4 separate regions of the Sus scrofa genome follow, and regions 2, 3 and 4 are each linked to region 1. The links are chromatin contacts, called in public Hi-C and HiChIP or PLAC-seq maps. All regions are on one chromosome and are shown on one strand. The core of a region is the stretch at or near the end of the contact, and the rest is flanking DNA. Distances in the headings are between cores, read along the strand shown.

What was found. A called contact is a pair of places that touch in the nucleus more often than the background predicts. HiChIP or PLAC-seq counts read pairs in DNA pulled down with a chosen protein or histone mark.
Region 2: an H3K27ac HiChIP or PLAC-seq map of skeletal muscle shows a contact between it and region 1. The contact joins the promoter of ANAPC15 here to the promoter of LOC100523131 in region 1. A contact is called at or near these places in 1 of 47 Hi-C or Micro-C datasets (heart right ventricle) and 2 of 2 datasets of contacts at active chromatin or transcription factors (alveolar macrophages and skeletal muscle).
Region 3: a contact with region 1 is called in a Hi-C map of embryonic fibroblasts, with 1.8 times the contacts expected there. The contact joins the promoter of LRRC51 here to the promoter of LOC100523131 in region 1. A contact is called at or near these places in 3 of 47 Hi-C or Micro-C datasets (embryonic fibroblasts, heart right ventricle and liver) and 2 of 2 datasets of contacts at active chromatin or transcription factors (alveolar macrophages and skeletal muscle).
Region 4: a contact with region 1 is called in a Hi-C map of heart right ventricle, with 4 times the contacts expected there. The contact joins the promoter of NUP98 here to the promoter of LOC100523131 in region 1. A contact is called at or near these places in 1 of 5 promoter capture datasets (fetal liver), 5 of 47 Hi-C or Micro-C datasets (fetal heart ventricle, heart right ventricle, liver and 1 more) and 1 of 2 datasets of contacts at active chromatin or transcription factors (alveolar macrophages).

The regions. Positions count from the first base shown.
Region 1 is chr9:6,487,441-6,489,964 of Sscrofa11.1, forward strand. LOC100523131 (short transient receptor potential channel 2-like) reads right to left here and starts at 1,267. Exons shown (of 25, transcript XM_021062471.1): 1 at 694-1,267. It overlaps RNF121 (RING finger protein 121), which reads left to right and starts at 1,316. Exons shown (of 9, transcript XM_003129616.4): 1 at 1,316-1,442. The coding sequence starts at 1,380.
Region 2 is chr9:6,688,649-6,691,172 of Sscrofa11.1, forward strand. ANAPC15 (anaphase-promoting complex subunit 15) reads right to left here and starts at 1,265. Exons shown (of 5, transcript XM_013999278.2): 1 at 559-1,265. The coding sequence starts at 651.
Region 3 is chr9:6,661,860-6,664,383 of Sscrofa11.1, forward strand. It overlaps LRRC51 (leucine-rich repeat-containing protein 51), which reads left to right and starts at 1,263. Exons shown (of 6, transcript NM_001282115.1): 1 at 1,263-1,363. NUMA1 (nuclear mitotic apparatus protein 1) reads right to left here and starts at 1,107. Exons shown (of 26, transcript XM_005653665.3): 1 at 931-1,107. LOC102158722 (a long non-coding RNA gene) reads right to left here. Exons shown (of 4, transcript XR_297536.2): 4 at 1,864-2,511.
Region 4 is chr9:6,318,353-6,320,876 of Sscrofa11.1, forward strand. It overlaps NUP98 (nuclear pore complex protein Nup98-Nup96), which reads left to right and starts at 1,264. Exons shown (of 34, transcript XM_021062427.1): 1 at 1,264-1,440. It overlaps PGAP2 (post-GPI attachment to proteins factor 2), which reads right to left and starts at 947. Exons shown (of 7, transcript XM_021062450.1): 1 at 846-947.

The DNA of each region.
Region 1 (2,524 bases), core at 17-2,516:
AATTATAGTAGTTGCTTCTGGGGAGGAAAAAAGGGTAATGAGTCTGACAGTAGAAGACACAGGTAAGTTCAAATTTTCTCTCTCATTGTATCATTAAAAAAAAAAAAGAGGATACAGATCGTGATGTCGGTTGTCAATTTGGGGTGATGAGTATACAGTGTTACTAACAGTCTCTGTATTAAGTTTCACGTAAGTGTAATTCCCATTTAAAATAGATGAGATGCCTGTACGCGGTGTAAACAGTACTCTGTAACTTCCCGTTGGTCCCAGATAAAGTTGATTGTCCTAATACTCTGTGAGCCCACACGACATCCTGGCCCTATCCGTGGGCGTCCTGGGAGCGTGTGAGCAGGGACCACAGGCTTGCGAGGTATTGGTTTCCCATGCACAAATAACAGGGTGTTGGAAATGAGTTAGGAAGCTGGAGTGCAGCATAGAGAATAGACAGTAGCTGGGGACGCAGACTGTGGGCGTAGGAAAGAGTACGGAGACGTGTGTGAAGTGGATCCCGGGGCGTGAGAGCCTAAGAAGCAGTTGGGGGGCTGTGGAGGTTCCCGCAAGGCTCTTCGGTGCTCAGCTTTCAGAAGCCTAAGCCACGCGGCTACCTCCCAGACTCCTCGGAACCCGCTGTTTTGCCCACTCCCTCCCTTTCGTCCACTCCCCTTCCCATCAACAACCTCCAACGCCCCTCACCCGGGATAATGGACCTCGAAGAGCCGCAGCTGCTTCAGATCGTGGACCACGAAGCCATTCTCCCGCCAATTTTGTCCTCTGACCTCCGCCTCCTGACCCCCAGCACCACTCTTCCACCTCTTGCGCCCGGAAATTCGTTCTGGGGCCTCAAGAAGCCGCAGTTTCTGGAAAACGAGTCCCGCCGAGGGGAGGAGGCATATGCTACAGCCAGTAAAATACATCCGTGTGGTTTATGTATATTTCACTACAAATCTCCTGTCTAGAGAGCAAAATTTAAACTTCCGGGTTAGCTTCCAGGCATTCTGGGAAACGTAGTCCTTAGTCTCCACGCTTCAGTCCTGCGGCCCAGAGTGAGGGAGCGTCGCAAAAGTGGACGGTTTAGGGACCCTTTTCTTTGGCTCTCCAAAGGGGAAAATTGGTGAAATATTTTCCCCGAAAATAGTACAAGCCCAATTTCTCATTTTGCAAGAAACGTCGCCCGCCGAAGCCAGACGAGCACGGGCTCCAATCCTTCTTGACCTTTAAATGGGTAGCAGGTAGACGGTCTCTTAGTTCTCGTCAGGTCTCCGCCTCTCTTGGTGCCCCGCCCCCTCTGCCAGAGCCCGCGCCGCCGATTGGCTGAGAGCACTTGAGCGGCGGAAGCAGCTGGCTCGCGCGGGGCCTGGGGGGAGGGGAGAGCTCTGAAGATGGCGGCAGTGGTGGAGGTGGATGTTGGAGCAGGTGCTGCCGGGGAACGGGAGCTGGACGAGGTAAGAAGAGTTGAGAGTCAAGAAGAGGAGAGACTCAACCCGAAAGTTAAGGGAGGGGAGAGGCGGCATCGGGAGTGAGGGGTCCTAGGAGAGCTGGGATCCTGAGAGGAAAGGAGCCGACTGGAGAGCGGGTGCGCGGAGAGGGAAATCTGAGGTACCCTCGACTCCTGGACTCAGGGGCTCGGAGGCGGTCATGAGGTGGAAGGCTTGCGGTACAGGGGTAGCGATGGAGAGCGGGGAGAGGAGTCGGAGAGGTGGGGGTGTTAAGAATCGAGGTTACTAGCTGGGGGTCCTGGGGCGGCAAAAGGGCTGCCAGGTGGTTTGAGTTGGAGGGGCGTGGACTTCGAGGAAGTGGAGTCTTCTTGGGCGAGAGGTTTGGAGTCGGGGGTGGGGACGCGCCCCGGGAAGAGTGCGGATCCACTAGGACTGTAGCTTGGAGTTATTTTTATGTAAGAGCTCTCTGTGTTCTAGAACTTTGTACACAATGTGGGCACAGTAAAGTTTTGGTCCACGAATGGATGAGTAAACGATTATAGCGCGGAATTCATTCATTCACTCACTTAACAAACATTAAGTATCATCTTTGTGCCGAGTCCTGGGCTGAGTGCTACGGACACGAGGGACCTCCCATTGGAGAGTCCACAGTCCGAAGGTGAGAGACACACACTAGTCGTCATTGCATCAGAGGTGTACTGTTGGCACTGAGAAGAGGGGACCAGTTCACTTGGGGCCAGGAACCGCTTCCCAGGGGAGAGGAGCTTAAGGGATAAGTGATTCTCTGGCTCTCTCTTTCTCCTGTAGACTTACGCCTGCTTCCAGCGTGAGCTCCTGAGGGTCTGTGTCCCCTTTTCCTACATAGCAGACATTTAACAACTGGTGTGGTTAATTACCAGTGGTCCTTGAAGGAAACCCCTGGGAGGAAGGAGACGTTGGTTTGAAGGGAATGAAGGGACAGCGCTGAGAAGCAGAGAGGGAAGTGGAGAAAGGAGAGGGAGAAGATTGCGAGGCCAAAGGAGCATTCCTGGCTAGGGGTGCTTGTGGTCTTGCACAAGACAGCGTACGGACAGAGGCAGGAGGAGGAG
Region 2 (2,524 bases), core at 15-2,514, 200 kb after region 1:
GACATGACCAGGAGAAAAGGACCTACGTCTAATTCTGCTTTTGCCCTAAGTTATTTGACTGATCCGGGGCCAGCCGCTGCCCCTCCGTGGACCTCGGCTGCCCGGCCCCTTTAACACGGCCCACGGAACCCACGCTCCCGTTCCTCAGGTACCAAAGGGCCAGAGAGCTCGGCTCCTTAAACCCAAACCCTCGCCGCCAAACTACCAGCCATTCTTTGTTTGTTATGATAATAACCGCGGAGTTGACCAACAGGGAGAAGACAGGGGCGGGATTCGACCAGGTATTTGCACCTATAGGGTTAATCACTAAATTGAAGAAACCCCGTGACCTGGAAGAACTGTTGAGTGACAGGAAGTGACACCAATGAGTGGCGGATCGGTGTGACGGGGTGGGGCTTAACCGCGAGAAAGCGGCCAATGAGCTGGAGCTCTTTAATGTTAACGGGAGTGTGAACAGCGAGCTCCTGAGGAGGTGGGTGCGGTGAACAGAGTTTCTCTGGAGGAGGGAGGAAAGAAGGGGTAAGGAGACAGCAGCCGCAGCCTTCCTTCTGTACTTACCGCGCCGGGAGGCGGCAGCCGGCGGCAACCCGGAAGCACTTCTCTTTGCCAGAGCGGAAGAACCCGCCAGAACTCGGGACACACCGCACGCATGCGTCTTTGGTCTTCTTTTGTTTTCTCTCTCCCGCCCACCAGACGGGAAGTGACGCTCACACGTTAGTCACGTGTTGGGCCGACCTTTGGCGAGCCGCTGCATGGCCCCGCCTTCAGCCTCAGCCAATCGGCTTCTTCGTCTCGGCCCCGCCCCGTCTGGCTTCAGGCGGTATTTGCAATGCAAAACTTCATGAAAAACAGCTGGCGGCCTCCAGCGTTAGGAATGGCACATTTTCCGGCTGCGTCCCAAGAAATTTAGTCCGCTTCTACCCCGGAGTCGCTAAGTGGTTTTATCCCCCACCTGTCTAGCTGCTCTCGCCCTCAGTTTCCTGTTGGGCGCATACATTCATACACGTATGCCTTCACCAGAAATACTTGAGTCCCTATTATATTCAATATTCCAGGCCCTCCTGGAAGCTGGAGATAAATCTAGGAACATGGTCTCTTCCCTCAAAGACCTCTGCAGTTAGTCTGTAGTCTGCAGCCCTGTAGTGGACTCACCATTCCCTTAAGATTGCCTGTCCAAGGAGTTCCCATTATGGCTCAGTGGAAGTGAACCCAGCTAGTATCCATGAGGATTCGCGTTGGATCCCTGCCCTCGCTCAGTGGGTGAAGGATCTGGTGTTACTGTGAGCTGTGGTGAGCTGGGATCCTGCATTGCTGTGGCTGTGCTGTAGGCTGGCATTGGTAGCTCCCATCTTACCCCTAGCCTGGGAACTTTGCTCTGCATCAGTGGCCCTAAAAAGCAAAAACAAAAGATTGCCTGTCCAGTTCTGCATTGGAGATTTTGTAAGGGACTGAGTGATTACTCAATCTTAGGGTCAGCATTCTGCTACTGAGACATTCAGCTGCCCTCTCCAGGCCTGGGCCAAATATGTTTAGTGGTCAGCCCTGGCACATCACTCCCACCTTCTGTTCTGTAGAGACTTCTGACTCAGCTTCCCAGTGAGCATGCCCTTCAGACCTGCTGATGCCTTCAAGCAGCAAAGTCCTTCAAATCTAACCCTTGTTAAATTCCATCACCCCCAAGACTCTGTCTCTTTTTTTTTTTTGCCTTTTGTCTTTTTAGGGCCACACCCACGGCATATGGAGCTTCCCAGGCTAGGGGTCTAATCGGAGCTGTAGCCACCGGCCTACGCCAGAGCCACAGTAACGCCAGATCCAAGCCGCTTCTGCGACCTACACTACAGTTCATGGCAACGCCAGATCCTTAACCCACTGAGCGAGGTCAGGGATCAAACCCGCAACCTTATGGTTCCTAGTCGGATTCGTTTCCGCTGCGCCACGACGGGAACTCCCAGAGTCTTTCCAGTTCCACAGTTCCACTCTTCCCCCAACCTGCTGGGTGACCCTTCATAAGCTCTGTCGCCTTATCAGGACTCAGTTTCCTCTTCAACCAGCGTCATCATCTCTGCCCAGCCTTCAGACTAATGTGAAGATTTGAGATAACACGTGTTAAGAGGTAGTGTACTGTGCATGTCAGCTGTCACTGTTGCTGAGCAGCTCTGGTTGTTACAGCTTTTTCATTAAGAGTAAAACTTGCCTGTTGCAAGTGTCCACAATTTCATTCATTCATTTCATTCATTCAACCCATACCTGCTGAATACCTTACTGTATGCCTGCCGCTACTCTAATAAAGTGTACACAATAGTGAACAAAACAAACCAAAAAACTCCTCACAGTACTTCCATTTCAATGAGAGAGAGAGAAGACAGGAAATTAAAATATATAGTTTTAAGACGGCAGTAAATACTAAGGAGGAAAAGAATCAGGGAAGTGGGAATAAAATATTGGCAGGAAAGATGTTTTATTTTATTTTGGGGGGGGCCAAGGAAGACCTTACTGGGAAGGTGACTTTGAGTAAAAGATTGGA
Region 3 (2,524 bases), core at 13-2,512, 170 kb after region 1:
AGGCATCAGGATACAGGGGCAAAATATTCCGTCTCTATCTAGTAGGGCAGACAAATGCGCAGACACTCCGAACACCAGATGAAAAACGCTACCTTAGGGGTGAGCAAAAGAGGGGGCCCAGAAGGGGCAGCATCCACCCAGAGGAGCTCTCTTGCACCAATAACCTTCACACGGTCACATCACTTATGGTCATGAATGTGTACTCTCCGAGACGCTTCAAAGAAACACTTTACCTAATTTGACCCGCACACCCCCCACCCCCCGTCCAACAACCCCAGGAAAGTAGGTAAGGGCACGTAAACTCGTTGTTTACACCACACGTGAAAAAGTGAGGCTCACAATAAATTGACTCGTCCGAGACAACCCTCACTGCCAATAAAGCACCTCCTTCCCACTCAGGCCCCACCCACAAAGACGCCAGTGGAGCCAACCACGCACTGGTTATACAACCCCGGCCAAGCCGAACATAAACCTCAGAAGGGCCCCGCTGTAGTAAAGTGTGACAAAGCTGCGGGACTGTTTAAAAGAGGATCCACATAACGGGCGTGGCACAGCCTCTGAAACGTCGTCGGTGCTCGGGAACTGTTTACTAGTAGTACTACCGCTATTGTTAGCAGTAACGGGCGAGGACCATTACTACAGGAAGCCGCGGCCACAGGCTTTGAGGAAGCTGCACCACCCGCACCCCGTCGCCCGCAGACTCGATGCCACGGACACGCCCCCGAGCAGGCCCTCCCCCGAAGCACGTCCGCCGCCTCCCCTCGGACAAGGCCCTCTCCTCACAACCCTTACCCGCGACAGACTCTCCCCACTCAGCCTCGGTGAGGAACGAGGCCTTCCGTTCGCACCCGTCTCTCAGCACCCCCTTTAGGCCCCGGCTTCCCTGCGGGCGCCCAGGCCGCACACCAGCAGCGGGCCCGCGCCGCTTACCTGGCCGCGCGCTCCCGCTCCGCCTCTCGCCTACCCGGGATCGCCTTCGCCACGGGCTCGCGCCAGCGAGGCGAGCGCACAATTAGTTTAAACTATGGCCCCGCCCCCTCGCGCCGCCCTGCGATTGGTCCGTGTCGGCTGGCGTCGCACGCCCAGGGCACGCTGGAGGACCCGCGAAAAGGAAGTGGGAAGGGAGAAAGGGTGCCACAACTTCCGGAGCCCGGCCCGCGGCTTGAGGGCAAAAGCAACTACAAGTCCCAGCACCACCCGCGGCCTTGGCGCCCCCACCCGCCACGAACTGCAGCTCGCGGAAGGTATCGCGGTAGCGCCTACCGCGCCAGCCGGGACTTGTAGGCGAAGGTGGTTACCATGGAGTTGCGCCGAGTAACGCTGCGATAGTAGGACGCTGAGGCTGGCGGGGAAGCACTTGCGGGTGAGTTGAGCGGGGAGGGGCACGCAGGAAAAACTAAGAACTTCTCTCCTCGGGGATCTGAGACAACCCCGTCTTAACCCTTTTCACAACGACAAGGCACAAACCCATATGGGATAGACGGGCTCGTGGGGGGGGGGGGGAAGGCGGAGATAAATACCCATACAGATGTGGGGGTGCTTAAGATCGCCATCATCACAGAATAGGACCCCCTAATACTACTGTCTCAAGTCCCTGACACATTCTGGAAGATCTGAAACTTCTTCAGATATAGGGTTGGTTTTCCTCTGATCAACAGAAGACCCTCTGCAAGACATGGGAGTGGGATTAGAGCAAATCAAAAGTCTCTAATTCTGGGGATGTAGGAAAATTTCTGGGGCTTGAACGGCCCCTTTCCTTCCAGGCAGGAAGACCCAGAGTAGAGCCTCCTTTTCAGAGAGTCAGCAGGATCTTCCACACATACTTAGGAGGGGTCCTGTCTTTACCTCTTCTCCCTGCACCTCCTCTGTTGTCCGTCTCCCCAAGGTCTGCAATTAGAGCTTCATTCCTTTTCCAGACTTCATGACAGATCCGTTACATCTAGTAACTTACCTAGTGCTTTCACAGCCTCTTTCTTTTGAACTTTGTGAATCCAAGAATATTTATCCCATATCACAGACTGGAAAACCAACCTAGTGAGAAGTAGTGACAGAGGCCACGCACCAAGTCAGTGACAGCTAGGACTAGATCCCTGTTTGCCAACTTCCAGCTAAGTCTCTAGCTTGAGCTTACAGCCTCTCTAGTTTAAGAATGTGTTCAAAGTAGTAGATTAAACTGTCCCAGGGACAGTTTTTAAATGGGCTGTCGTGGGGGGGAGTGAACAATATCAGATTTGCATTTTGCAGGATTACTCTGGTTGCAGTAGGCAAAATGGCTGGGAGGGAAGGCAGAAAGGAAGTGATGGTAGCTCGGACTAGAGAAAAGACATTTAGGAAGCAAAGCTGACAGGTATTTATTCTGGATGGGAAATGGAAGGGGTATTCAAGGTAACTCTTGGTTTTCTGACCTCCGTAATGGTGGGGAGAGGGGAGAACACCGGAAGAGATCCAGGAGTACCCAGAGAGTATGAGTTCACCTGCAGACGTGTTGCAGGCGCCTGTCTTGGAGATAGCCTGGAAGTGGTGA
Region 4 (2,524 bases), core at 14-2,513, 170 kb before region 1:
TTCTCTGTCCCCTCAAGCATCTACTGAACATTTATTTCGTTTCTCTTACCCATTATTTTATCTTTAGGACCACGCCACTTTTTGACTAATCCCTTGCCACCACTGAAAACACAGAGTGATTTATGTATGTTTTGGGCAGCGCCTATTTCAATCTATTAATGTCCCAGAAGGGGGTGGCCGCGTGGTAAATCTCAAGGTTTTGCTTTCTGAGCACAGTCTCGGCTATTTTATGTGGGACCCTTAGTCACTAGATCTACTTTCTAGAACAGACTCTACCCACCCTCTTGCAGGCTTCTGCTGCAAGTTAGGCCCTGGAGGAAAGGAACACCAGTGTGAAAATAAAACTGACCTTCAAGAGCCCTGCACAAAAGATAGGAAAGTAAATAACAGAATACAAAGTAACAAGGCTGTAACAGAGGCCTGCCCAAGCGTTACCCCCAACTCACTGGGAGAGATAGGCAAATGTATCCCAGAGAAGGTGGGAACATTTCAACCAGGACTTTATGAATAAGTAGAGCTTCCTAAAGTGCAGGTGGGAAACAAGTACCAGAACTGTTCTTTGTACCAAACCTTAAGTTGAGCCATGCCCTATGGCATCTCTAATGCTAACGTCTATTCTAGGGAAACAAGGAGGGGACGGTAGTGTTGGGGTTAGCATGGGTCAGCAGACAAGGAGGCCCGGTTTCGGGGCCTCGGAGCAGCTGCAGGTGAACTACGCGCGACAGACCTCCTAGGAGAGCCCTCCATCTGCGCACGTGGTCTGGCCAGGAAATGAGGGCAGGACGACTGGGGTGCTTTCCCATCACCTCCGGCTGACTGGGGCAGGGAAAGGGTAGAATAGTTACCATGCCATCCTGGAGTCTTCACTCTGATTGGCCCCAGCCTCAGCCGCCGGAGTCTCTCTGCTCCAAAGGAGGGGGCGGAGCCTTGGTATAACGTCATCACTCTTCTCCCAACCCCGCCCGATGTAGCCACTCACCAGCCCACTTCGAGGAGCCCTGTGTGACGTCACGACTCGCTCCCAGCCAACCACAGCGACGAGGGGCGGGACTCTGGGTCCCTCCCACCGCCCCTCCCCTTTCCTCCCCCTAGTTCCTGTGTCCCTCCTCTTCCCCCTCTCCCAGTTTCCCGAAGACAGCCCTCACGTTCGGTTTCAAAAGGCCCGTGGTCCAATGAGTAACAGGGAGGCCCTAGAGTGGCGGCGGCATCTACCAATGGGAAGACAGCGGGGGCGGAGCGGTCGCAGCGAGCCTCTGACGGCGGGCGGCGTGTGACGCAGTCGGGCCCTCTGCGCGCTGCGCCCCGAGCGGCGGTCGGTGTCGGTGGTGGCGGCGGAGGCGGCGACGGTTTCGTGGCGGCCGCGCGCTGCTCTCGGAGCGGCGGGTGGCGGACGGGCCTAGGCCCTCACTCCTGACACTTCCCCTCCCCCACAGCACCGCGGTAAGTCGGGAGCCGGGGTGGCGGTGGTGGCCGGGACCCGCAGGCTCCTCCTCCCCTCAGGGCGGGCCGGTGCGCGGGGCGTCCCAGGCCCTCGCTGCGCTGAAGTCTCGCGCCCCTGCGCGCACCTTCGGCCCCGAGGGAGGGGGCGGGGCCCCGAGGTCCGCGCTCGGGGCTCCGGGAGGGAGTCGCTGTCGGTGGGGTCTGGGCCCAGGGGTCCCGCGCTGCAGCCTGCGTGGAGGGGACGAACCTGCAGTTGGTTGTACTCATTCATTGGCCCGGCGGTGTTTAGGTGGGCCGGCCCTTTGGGAGGGCAGCGCCCTGAAACGCTGAATACGGCTCCCCCAGCACTTCCCTGACCCTCGCGAGGGATGGACTTTATTTGCCTTGGTTCCTCCGAGGGGAAATTTGCAGCTCTAGGGGAGGGTGAGTGGGTCGGGAGTTTCTAGCTTTTTCAAACAATGAGAACTAAGGTCGGCTTAATGGTGTGAAAGCTTATTTTCTGTTCTCCCACGTGTTCCCTGTGAAGCTTGACGAGGAGACATCTGAGGTGTCTGGATTACTATGGACATAAGGACATTAGAAATTAAGCCAATCCCCTTACCGTAAGTCACGTGCAAGTTTTTTAGGTGGAGAAACTGAGGCTCAGAGAAGAAACAGAGTTAACCAATTATCAGGTCTGACTCAGTCTAGAAATTTTTCTCCTGCACCACCCTTCCTGGGTTCTAGCCTACCAGTACTGAGGACTCCCTTTGGAATGGTGGAGGGGGTTAAGGTGGGGACCCTGGGTAGTTAGAAGCAGACATAGTCTTCAGTAGCGTTTCTGATGGAGTTGCTACCAGCTCTGTTCATGGTAAGGCACATGCTGAAGGATCCGGCATTATTACTGCTGTGGCTCCAGAGGATGCTGCTGTGGGGTTGGATCCCTGGCCCAGGGACTTCTGCATGTCGCAGATGCAGGGGAAAAAAAGTTGGTTAAAGAATGTCAGTGATGACAAAAATAAAAATAAAGGACTTCCCCTGTGGCTCACAACATAACTACTCAGCGTTGCTTCTACAGTGGCTGTGGCTCCACCTCTAGCTCAGG